Linked DNA regions of Mus musculus: all the other regions are linked to region 1. Evidence: chromatin contacts called from public promoter capture Hi-C data. All regions are on one chromosome and are shown on one strand. Each heading gives the region's core, a stretch centred on a gene start, on an enhancer-like site or on the middle of the called end of the contact. The rest is flanking DNA. Distances are from core to core; before and after follow the strand shown.

Region 1 (3,622 bases), core at 367-2,866:
AAAATAATAATAATAATCTAAAACCTGTAATTATGGGCCAAGAAAGAGCCCTGGGGCTGTGAGATTCAGCCCTAGCCACTGGGGTATCTCTTATCTCTACTTAACTAGTTCCTTTGGTTTATTCACCCCCCCCCACCCTCCCTTATATACCCTCTAAATTTCACCCTTAAGTAAAACATGATCTCAAAACGCTAAACTTTTCAGAGCTGTTTCAATTCATGGGGTGACTTTCCCCCTCTAAATGTCTATTCTGATCTCGTGAGTCACGCCCTTTTGTTTTAGTGGCAGAAGGGTGTGCTCTAGTCAAAATAATAATTTCCATTGAGACCAACTAAAAATACCAGGGGGATGACTGTGTCGAGGTTTCCTATTATCTTAACCACACATGAAGGGCAAGAAATGTTACAAAAATCCCAATTACCAGCTGACTCCATGACAGCTAAGACAGTCAACCAAAAGATAACGCAGAAGATAACGCTCCGGATTCTAGTGAAAGTTTACTCACCTTTAGAAGAAATACACCTATGGTTGAAACCCTGTCCTCCTGCACGTGAGAGTATAACTGTGGGTGCTGGGAAATGTAGTTTTTTAGTTTGTTTTGTTTTCCTGACAGCACATGTCTGCCTATCCCAGCACATGTCTGCCTATCCCAGCACATGTCTGGCTATCTTAACACACAAGTCCACACAGCAGTGGGCTGGAGCGAGCGACACTGGACTGCTCTGCGGACACCCTTGGCTGGTGACCTGATCGTGCCCAGGAAGTCTTCCACTGGACAGAAACACACGGAGCACAGGTTGTCTACGGAGCCGGAAGAACTTCCTCCCACTCCACACCATCTGGAAGAACAGTCTGTGCAGGCCGAATCGGGTCACAAGGAAAACCCACCCAAGAGGGAGTCCCTCCAAAGGGACCTCTGGAGACTATGAGGCGACCCGGAGGACAGGAATCTCAGGTCTCGGGTCATGCCTGCGAGACCTGACAAGAGTCCATCCTGCGCGCGGCTCGGCTGACGACACTGCCCGGGACCGCGTGGCGGGGCGGGGTGCCGCGCACCGCGCCATGTAAGGGAAGGTCTCCCAGACTGCCGTGACTCCGGATGCCACCCGGGGCAGCCTGCGTAGATGGGTCCCCGCGCCCACGTGGAGCCTACACACGGCGCCACGCGTGGCGGGCGTCACCCGGGTCGCCCGTGTTCACTCCCTCCCGCTGTTGCATCATGCACCACGCCGCGCCTGCAAAGGACCAAGATGGACTCGGAGGAGGCGACCGGAACACTGGTGCCCGCCCCACGCACCCATCCCCCGGAGATGGAGAGGATAAGAAGAACCCTCGCCCTGCCTGAAACGCCACCCGAGGCCACACACACAGACACACACGCACACCGAGGTGACTCAGGCTTTCAGAGCTTCCTGGGCAATCACAAGGATCGCGTACTCACGGAGGAGGCGGCAAGATGTTGAGCTGTGTGGAGACCGCGGGTAGAAAGCCTCTCACACCTGCTAGCTGAGGGGATGGCGCACGCGGGCGGAATCCGAGCCGGTTTCATCAGCCGCGCGCCGCCCTCCGCGGGCCCCACGGCCACGGCCAGTGCTGCGCGTCAGCTTCCAGGGCACCAATGACAGCGCCGCGCGGCCGCGCCCCTGTGGGCGGGGACACCCGAGACCGGGCTTCCCCGCCGGTTTGGGCGCCTCCCGCGCGCGCCCTTGGTCCTCCGCAGCCGCAACTGAGCTTGAGTCAGAGCTGATGGCACAGGCTGAGGGGTGCGAGCCCCCTCCTGGGGAGCCACGGACAGCTGACGACCAGGTTTCTTGCTCCAAACTGGATGTAAGACACATTTTAAAGACTTTTTTTTTTTTTGGACTTAGTTGTAAATCTTCTTTTGACATTGGACTACTTTACGGCTGTGCCCTAGCTAACGCCTTAGCCTCCGCCTTGGTCAGGAAGGGCCCCAGAACCTGCAAGCCTCCCTTTGATACAAGGTAGTTCCTCCACATAGCCAACAGAACAGTTCAGGCAGTTCACACCCGCGGGACTCTCCCCAAGTTTAGTACCCAAATCTAGTCTTCAGGGTTCCTTCTGATCTCTGCTCCAAAATCGAGAACTACAGTCTATAGGGCTGAGGGATGGCTCAGCGGTTAACACTGACAACCCTTTCAGAGGACCCAGTTCTGACTCCCCACATGGGGGCTCACAACTAATCTGTAAGTCTTGAATGTGATGCACAGACATACACAGGTAAACCATAAATATGCATAAGATAAAAGTTTTTATAAAGAATTATATCGAAGCCCGGCAGTGGTGGCACACACCTTTAGTCCCAGCACTTGGGAGGCAGAGGCAGGTGGATTTCTGAGTTTGAGGCCAGCCTGGTCTACAGAGTGAGTTTCAGGACAGCCAGGGCTATACAGAGAAATCCTGTTAAAAAAAGAGAGAGAGAGAGAGAGAGAGAGAGAGAGAGAGAGAGAGAGAGAGAGAGAGAGAGAGAGGAAGGAAGGAAGGAAAGAAGAAAGAAAGAAAGAAAGAAAGAAAGAAAGAAAGAAAGAAAGAAAGGAAGAAAGAGAGAAAAGAAAGGAAAAGAAAAGAAAAAGAGAAAAGAGAAGGTGGATGCTATGTGTGTTCTCAAGTGTGCCTTATCAGTAAAGGGATTCATTGTCAGCCACAGCTGTTGATACTCCCATAGAATTAAACTAACGATGTATTAATTTATATTGCCCAGCCAAAAAGTCTTAATGAATACGTAGAGGGAGGTGGATAGCACTAAAGCACTTCTAACACTTGTAAGATAACATTAAAGCACTTCTAACAGCGTTTGTGATAATAACAAGGCATCAAACATGCTTTGTTTTCCAACAGCCAACAGAAGTAAGTGTCAATCATGCGGTGATGAACTGATTCCTGCCAATCTAGTAGGGAGGTCTCCTGAATCTTTACCAGGTGCCCCCTTCTCACAGAGGGAAACCTCCCATCTTTCAGCGCCCACCAGCTTTGCCTTCAGCACCAGATGAGTATCTGACTCCGAATTCGAACGCTATTCACTGTGTGTCCTCCACAAATCGGCACACTACTGCTTATGAAAATTTACGTTCTCTTAAAAACTGCTTGCCCTGTCCTCGTCTGGGATTTTGGTGTGATACAGGTCCCGTCAAACAAGCTGAAAATCAAAAAACGGAGTCACGGGTAATAAAATCCCACACCAATAAGCTGAAGCTAAACTGACCTCTCAAGAAATTAGGAAATTAGCGATGACCAGTTTATGTAATGATTCTCTGTGCATAAACCCTTAACCAAAAAGAGCAAGCTGGATCAACCAGATATTAGGCAGCTTTTTCTCTATTGTCCCTTCTCCCTGCCTCTACTATGCAGAGACAGTAACTTCTACCTGCTTTCTTCAGCTCATTCCTATCTAGAAGACCAACTTCAGCTTTACTGCTTTTGTTTTGCTTTGTTTTTGTTTTTGTTTTTGTTTTTGTTTTTTTTTTTTTGAGACAGGATCTCACTATGCAGCCCTGGCTCTCATGGAACTCACTTTCTATGGACCAGAATGGCCTCGAACTCAGAGACACATCTGCCTCTGCCTCCCCAAGTGCTGGGGTTAAACGTGTGTGCCACCAAGCCTGGC
Region 2 (3,622 bases), core at 567-3,066, 380 kb after region 1:
CACATCAAACATAGACACACAGGCATACTCAAACACACCACACACATATATAGAAACACAGACTCACACCACACAGAGACATAGAAACACACTCTCTCTCTCTCACTCACTCACTCACACACACACACACACACACACACACACACACCATACCAGACACATAGACACACAGACAGATACCACACCAGACACACAGACACATACCAGACACACACACACACACACACACACACACACAGAGACATCACACCAGACACATTGACACACACAGTGAGATATCACACCAGACTCAGAGACAGACACACACAAACTGTCCCCTACGTCTCATAGATTCCATTTCAAAGTTGTGTCTCAAATGTTCCCGACTCTCTCCCCTGCAGCCACTGTCTGAGCCCACAGCCCACCTCATTTCTGCCACACCCCTAACCAATGATGGTTTCTGTCCTCAGCCTTGTGAGTCTCCTTTCTCTACGAAAGCCACTGCATTGCTCTATGGCACCACCTTCAGTGGTACCCTTTCTCTAGACATGAATTATGGACTCCTTAAGAGAGGCTCCCCAGCCAGGCGTTGGTGGCCCTAATCCCAGCACTTGGAAGGCAGAGGCAGGCAGATTTCTGAGTTCGAGGCCAGCCTGGTCTACAAAGTGAGTTCCAGGACAGCCAGGGCTACACAGAAAAACCCTGTCTCAAAAAACCAAGAGAGAGAGAGGGAGAGAGAGAGAGAGTCCCTGTACTGGCTCTGTCAATCACCCCATGGGCTACACTGATAGCTTCAGGCTCTGTCATCAGCCAAGCTCTTCTGTGCCCCAGGGCCTTTGCTCATGAGTGTCTCCTGCCTAGAACATTCATATCACCGTTCTGCCCCATTAACAGCAGCTCATCCATCAACTCTCAGCTTTGAGTCATCCTCCTGGGTGAGCCTTAACCTTTATACAGAAATGAGAAAGCCCTTCTGTGTTCTCTATCCACCCAGTACTATTCTTCACACACTTATCTGAGTCTATAACTGTGCGGCTATTGCTTGTTGTTTTAGCTGCTAACTTCACGGAGCCAAGAACGTGCCTGCAGCGCTGGCCACTGTGTCTGGACCCAGCTCCCGATGAGGCGCGGGCTCATGCTGCGCCTTCAACACATATTTGTCAAATCAATGATTCACCAAACAAACCCACTCCTGAATAAATTTAGTTACAACAGGTCGAGGCATATCAAGAGACATCTCTTGCAATTTAACAGATAATCCGGGTTTGTTCAGTGAATCAACCCACTGTAACTAAATTTATTCAAGAGTGGCATGACTGGACTGAGGCTCGAGCTAAGTAGCAGAGCTCCCGCCTAGCTCATGCAGGGTGTAGACCTCATCCGCAGTGTGTCGAAATAAGACAGCTTCCGTGATGAAGCGTCGAGGCAAAGCATCTTTCTCACGCTAACAGAGAGAGCGTCCCTCAAGGACACACTTCTTCAGTTGACAGTTCATTTCTAGAGGTAGAGATATAGTGGGCAATCAGATACAACCCAGGGTGACAGGCAGGGTTTATCTCAGAAACATCATTAAGCATCTTATACATTAGGCATCTCAGGGCTGTGAGGCGCTCGGCTTGTCTGACTCGATGGAGGTTCACTAGTCAGGTGAATATTTCGAGTGACGGATGCAGCCCAGGCGGCTTTAAACAACACAGAGCATTTATTGGCTTCATAACTGAGGAGTTCAGTGAGCCTTTGGGTTGGGTGTAGACCAGTGATGTCACAGGGTCCCTGTTGCTATCCATCACAGACAGTGCCATCCTGCCTTGTGATGTCATACGCCAGTGTGGCTATCACCACACCACCCTGGACACCCCTGAGCGCATCTTCTACTACATGACTGGGGGGTCTTGTTTCACGTGTACCAACACATTGAGCCCTTCAGTCATCATATCTTCTCACCAGCCGAGCCAGGGAAGAGAGGGCCTGTCTTCTAGAAGTTTCCATCTTGTTTCTTAGCCCCAACCACAAAGAGACCGGTTTCCAGTATTCCACCCCAGGACCCCAGCTCTCCACAACCTGACCTGACAACATGGAAGAGTGTCGATTGGAAGGTGAGAGCTCTTCCCCCTTCTCTAGAATGTCTCTGCTTAGGAATTACAGTACATTTTCCATTGGAAAAAAAAATTCTACATTTACCAAGACTTGCTTTACGTTTTTATGAAAAAGATGCACATTTTGTTACTTCTCTGTTGCTGTGATAAAACACCCGGACCAAGGTGCCTTAGAGAAGGAAGGATTTATTTGTACTTATGGTTCCAGAGGTGTAAGATCCATCATCAACACAGCAGGGAAGATTGGCAGTGGGCAGACATGGACACTGGAGCTGAGAGCTCACAGCTTAAACCACAGGCAGGAAACAGAGAGCTCAGTGGGAATGGATCAAGGCTTTTGAAACCTTAAAGCTGGCCTTCAGTGACATTCTTCCTCCAGCAAGGACAAACCTCTCCAAATCTACCAGAACATCTCTTCCGACTAGGGACCACACGTTCAAATACTGAACCCATGGAGGGCGTTCTCCGTCAAACCACCACAGGGAGTGCCCCTGTTGATACTGTGTGAATTGTTCATCCTATGGAAACTTTGGGGTCTCTATCACGGCAAATGAAATGATTAAAATTTTTTCCAAAAGTCATAAGAGGACAAGGAGGGTGGCTCAGCAGGTTGGGTGCTTGCCCTAGAAGTATTGGGGACCAGAGTTCAAATACCTAGAGTCCACAGAAAAGCTACATGGGGTGGCCACCTCACCCGGGGAAAGCAAGGTGGCCAGCTGGACTACCCTCAATAGTGAACTACAGGTTCAGTGAGAGCCCTCACCTCAATATATAAGGAAGAGAGAGTGATAGATGGAGATATATGCCAATCCCAGCCTCCACAGACATGCACACACAAGCACACACACACTGCATATACATATATGTAAAAACACATGTAAGAACAAGATGGTTTATTTAGTGCCATTTCTGTTGATGGAGGGGTGGGACATTTGTGACATCAACAGTACTGTCACAGACACCTGCCTTACATGCTCTTATGGAAAGTTCCAGAATCATCTCTGGCAGTAGAATTTCTGGGTTACTTGGACTTAAAGATTTATTTATTTATTTTAATATATATATATTTCTGGGTTACATATATATATATGTATATATATATATAATTTCTGGGTTACTTGGACTTAAAGATTTATTTATTTTAATATATATATAATATATATTTTAATATATACATATACATACAAATATATATATATATATGTATATATATATATATATATATACACTGTAGCTGTACAGATGGTTGTGAGTCCTCATGTAGTTGTTGAAAATTGAATTTTTAGGGCCTCTGCTTGCTCCAGTCAACTCTGCTCGCTCAGTCCCTGCTCACTCTGACCCAAAGGTTTATTTATTATTATAATTAACTACACTGTAGCCGTCATCAGACGCACCATGTGGTTGCTGGGATTTGAACTCAGGACCTTCGGTAGAACAGTCAGTGCTCTTAACCGCTAAGCTATCTTGCCAGCCCAGGTTCCTTGCATTAAAAAAAATATTGTTATACACGGTGGTGTTCATTAAATGTAACACTGTGACAAGATCAG
Region 3 (3,622 bases), core at 542-3,041, 330 kb after region 1:
CCTATGGAATGTGATGGGACACAAGAGACAAAAGAAAAGAAACCAAGAGAAAGGAAAAACTCTACTTAGTCCTCCAATGGGAAAACGGACTTAGATAACAAAAATAGAAGGATGCACAGAGAAAATGAAAGGAGCGTTTTTAAAATAAAGGAACGCAAAAGTCCTGCTAAATGATTTTTTTCTGAGGTGGAGGAAGAATTATGGAGGTAACAAAAAAGAAAAGAAAGGAAAGGAAAAGAAAAGAAAAGAAAAGAAAAGAAAAGAGAAAAAAAAAAAAGAAGAGAAAAGGTGATTGGCCTCTTTCTCCCAGGTTCTCGACACTGGAGATTGCAGGTTACCTACGGGGGTGGGTGGTGGAGGGGGCGGCGCGCACAGTTACCTGTGAACCCGTCTTTCCCCTGGTGTACGCTGTTTGTACTGGGCAGGAGGCTGATGTCCATCCAAGTTGTCCTCATAGCAGGCGATTTCCTCCTGAAGCCTGTGCCAGCCACCATTAGCATTACAATTTGTGGGTTGGGCAGGCTCTTGAACCCTTAGATCACACCCCTTAGGGGAATTATTATTATCTTTTTCTGGGGGGGGGGCATCCCTAGGACTTCAGATAGCTCTGGCTCTCCCAGCTACGATCAGCTCTGGAGTTTGGTGCCCTCATTGACTTCTGGCTTTGAGTTATCCAACTCCAGGGTGGTTCTCAGTTGATGTGGTGTGTTATCGGCTAATGAGGGTGAGACTATCTCTCTCTATGCCTTTCCTAGGCTAAGCCAGCTTCCTGCTACCTGAGACCTTAGGCTTGTGAGCGTCTGGCCTTACTGTTCTCTATAACCACCTCTCTGGGCCTCACCCTGTGGCTGCGGTGGGCCGCACTGAGGATCTATGCTTGTCCTCTGAGCTCAGCACCCTGGGCTAGCTCAGCTTTTTAACAGTAGATCATTTCTCAAGATGGTGCCCAGCCACTGCCCTCAAAGTCATCCGTATGACCGAGGAGGGGTGCACAGGGGATAGGAGGATAAGGGGGATGATGGGCAGGGAAAGTCTCTGTATCATCAGCCCGCTGGAGAAATCACTGTCTCTGTAAAGCCGGCAGCTTGGTTGGAGGGTGGTGAGGGCTGCCGGCTTGTGCTGAGGGTGGGATGCCCCTCTTTCCTCTGGCTTGCCTTTGGGAAGTGGCTCCTGCTCCCATTCTTGTCCCCCCTGTCCTCCCAACTCACACGCAAGCAAGTGGACGCAAGCAAGCCGGACTGCATCGCTAAAGCTGTGTTCATCTTATTCTTTTGTAACGTCTTCCCTGGTTTCTCTTCACTTCTTTCCTCTCTGAGTTTCTAAAGTTCCCGTTTCTTTACCAGTTCACGCAGAGGCAGCCTCCTACCTAGAAGAAGACCCTATTTGTTATTTTTAAAATTCAGATTTAATTGGATCTCCTGGGTTTTGTTGCTTTTTATTTTTTAAACTTTTTTTCTTCTTCTGTCTTTGTTAAATATAGCGCTTCTAGCCTGCGTAGGTCTTGGGAATTTGGAAAGGAGGTTCCTATGCCCACGGTGACTATTCTCCAGGGCACACAATGGCTCAGCCTCCCTCCCTGGGGTCTTTAGATCAATTTTCCATCCTGCTTCAAGCTATTGCTGTAATGACAGGAAAGCTCTCTCAAGGTAACTTGCTCTCTTGCTTCAGACTACATCCTTCAGGAGGAAAAAAAAAAAAAAACCCAAACCCAAACCCACAAGGAACCAGCCAAAATTGCTAAGTCACTCTGACCTCAGCCTCCCAGGCACACTAAGCACTGTTCATTATATCCTCATTATAATGCTAAATCCTCCACCCACGATCTGTCCCCTATTAGCTTGGAACATGCAGTGTAAGGGGACCCAGGCACAGGTACATAGTTTTTACATATGGTGACAAGTCCTCTCAATATGCACCTGTTATCAGAGCTCTTCTGGTAAAAGCCAAACCCAACAGGCTAACTCGGCCCCTCCTACCTCCACCTGCCAATTAAAGACCCAAGTAATGATGAACAAATGAAAAATAAGGCTTATTCTACGTGGCCATAGCAAGATGAGGTATCAATAAAAGGACCCGTTGGTTCCCCTCCCCCAGTCAGTTTCCTGGGTCTGGACAAGAGGTTTAGATGTATGTAAAAGGCAAAAGGTCTGTATTACTAAGCAGTGCTGGTTATTGCGTGGTCCGGCGCATCCTTGACTTCTCCCTACCCAGCAAGACAGTTCAAACATTGTTACATTGTGAATGTGTCCATCCTGAGTGTGTAGTCTCACCTTCATGGGTAACTGATCCAGTCTGCAGGTGGGTATGTCCTCGGAGATCTTTGTTCTTAAATCTCAGGGTGACTCAAGAGGCAAAGTCAATCGAAACCCTTTATCTTTATACGTTTAGTCCAAGTACAGATACGAAATGAAGACAGCCGTACCTGGCCCTGTTCTTTTTGTTGTTAGCTACCTTGTGAGCCCAAGTGAAGAGTCAACACTTTTTAGGTATTTTTTAAGTGCCTGCTTCTTGATGGGTTTCCTAGCAAAAGCCCCTTACCTATTGCTAAGCAATAAAACTCTAGTCATTCCTTCATTACTAAGTCTTGCTTGCTAGTATTGTTCTCAAGGGACGAGCCCCCTTGTTTTCATTGCACTACGGTGGCCAACTCATCAGAAGGGTATTTCCTACCCCCAAGCCACGGTAAAATCTGTCTTCCTTCTAACTCCATCCATGCTGGGCAGAGATTTCTACCACATTTTCAATCTTGGTCTGCCCCGGGTGTCTTGGCGTCGAAGTACTGGAACTGATCCAAGATTCTGTCGGCTCTTTGAGTCTAGGGCCACTATCTCCGCCGTCTTCTCTCCACACATGGCCCCATGGTTTCCACGTGGCGGCTGTGCGGTAAACATTTGTTGAAGGAGTTGGATTCTTACTCTGTTAACCTGGAACGCAAGAGGCAGTTCCCCCTGGGATCGGTCGGTCACCAGGGATGAGGAAAGATGCTGAGAGATAATTTCATCTCTTTGCCTCCAGGCAAGCTCAACAACGCCCAGCAAGAAGGATGGAGCTGGTTCTGCCTGCTAAGGAGGGAGGCAAGCAAGGTGAATCCCCACTTATCTCCCCCCTCATTCTCCCTCCCCATCCCTCCCTCCCCAGCAGGAACACCTTCTTATGACCCTGCTTGAAGCCACTGTGTGCCACAGTGTCTGTCATTACTGGTACGACAGCATCTAACCGGCTTTTTTTTTTTTTTTTTTTTTTTTGACTGTTATGAGATTAGCTGAGATTGCTGGCGATGCCCCGAGAGGCTTTTTAAAGCGACTGTTTTAAAAATTGAAAACACCACTGGAAACGGAAGCTAATCAAATGTGCTTGGTGGGTGCATCCTATTTGGCTACATTTCATTCCTCCAAGCCCCCAGGACTGGTTAAAGAGAAACAAAATAAAGATTTTCCCCAGGCTTCAGCATTAAAGGGGAGGCGAGATGCAGGTTTTCCTACAGAGCATTAATTAGGAGCCAGCCTGGCGGTGTGAGGCAGCAGAGGGGACCCCACTGCATCTTTCTTTTCCGGTTCTTCTCACGTCAAGCCGTACAACCCGGCTTCTTATAAAATGGGTCTTCTTTAGCACTTGCTGCCAG

The links. Promoter capture Hi-C pulls out the DNA fragments that hold promoters and counts their contacts.
Region 2: a contact with region 1 is called in a promoter capture Hi-C map of neutrophils, with 4 times the contacts expected there. The contact joins the promoter of 4930505K14Rik here to the promoter of Slc7a1 in region 1. A contact is called at or near these places in 13 of 39 promoter capture datasets (the HPC-7 cell line, the SN4741 cell line, cranial neural crest and 7 more), 8 of 115 datasets of contacts at active chromatin or transcription factors (acute myeloid leukemia, bone marrow-derived macrophages, effector CD8 T cells and 5 more) and 1 of 9 other capture datasets (embryonic stem cells).
Region 3: a contact with region 1 is called in a promoter capture Hi-C map of embryonic stem cells, with 4 times the contacts expected there. The contact joins the enhancer-like site here to the promoter of Slc7a1 in region 1. A contact is called at or near these places in 6 of 39 promoter capture datasets (cranial neural crest, embryonic stem cells, neutrophils and 1 more), 3 of 115 datasets of contacts at active chromatin or transcription factors (the SCID.adh cell line, bone marrow-derived macrophages and embryonic midbrain) and 2 of 9 other capture datasets (embryonic stem cells and liver).

The regions. Positions count from the first base shown.
Region 1 is chr5:148,398,288-148,401,909 of GRCm38.p6, forward strand. It overlaps Slc7a1 (solute carrier family 7 (cationic amino acid transporter, y+ system), member 1), which reads right to left and starts at 1,617. Exons shown (of 13, transcript NM_007513.4): 1 at 1,442-1,617.
Region 2 is chr5:148,776,147-148,779,768 of GRCm38.p6, forward strand. 4930505K14Rik (RIKEN cDNA 4930505K14 gene) reads left to right here and starts at 1,817. Exons shown (of 3, transcript NR_131106.1): 1 at 1,817-2,075.
Region 3 is chr5:148,726,955-148,730,576 of GRCm38.p6, forward strand. No RefSeq gene overlaps it. Among named protein-coding and RNA genes, the nearest start is that of 2210417A02Rik, 13 kb to the right of the region's middle. Within about 2 kb of position 1,792, at least 15 of the 459 cell types and tissues checked have an H3K27ac peak or open chromatin away from gene starts, as enhancers often do. A contact at or near this core is called in bone marrow-derived macrophages, embryonic stem cells and neutrophils, where this site is marked.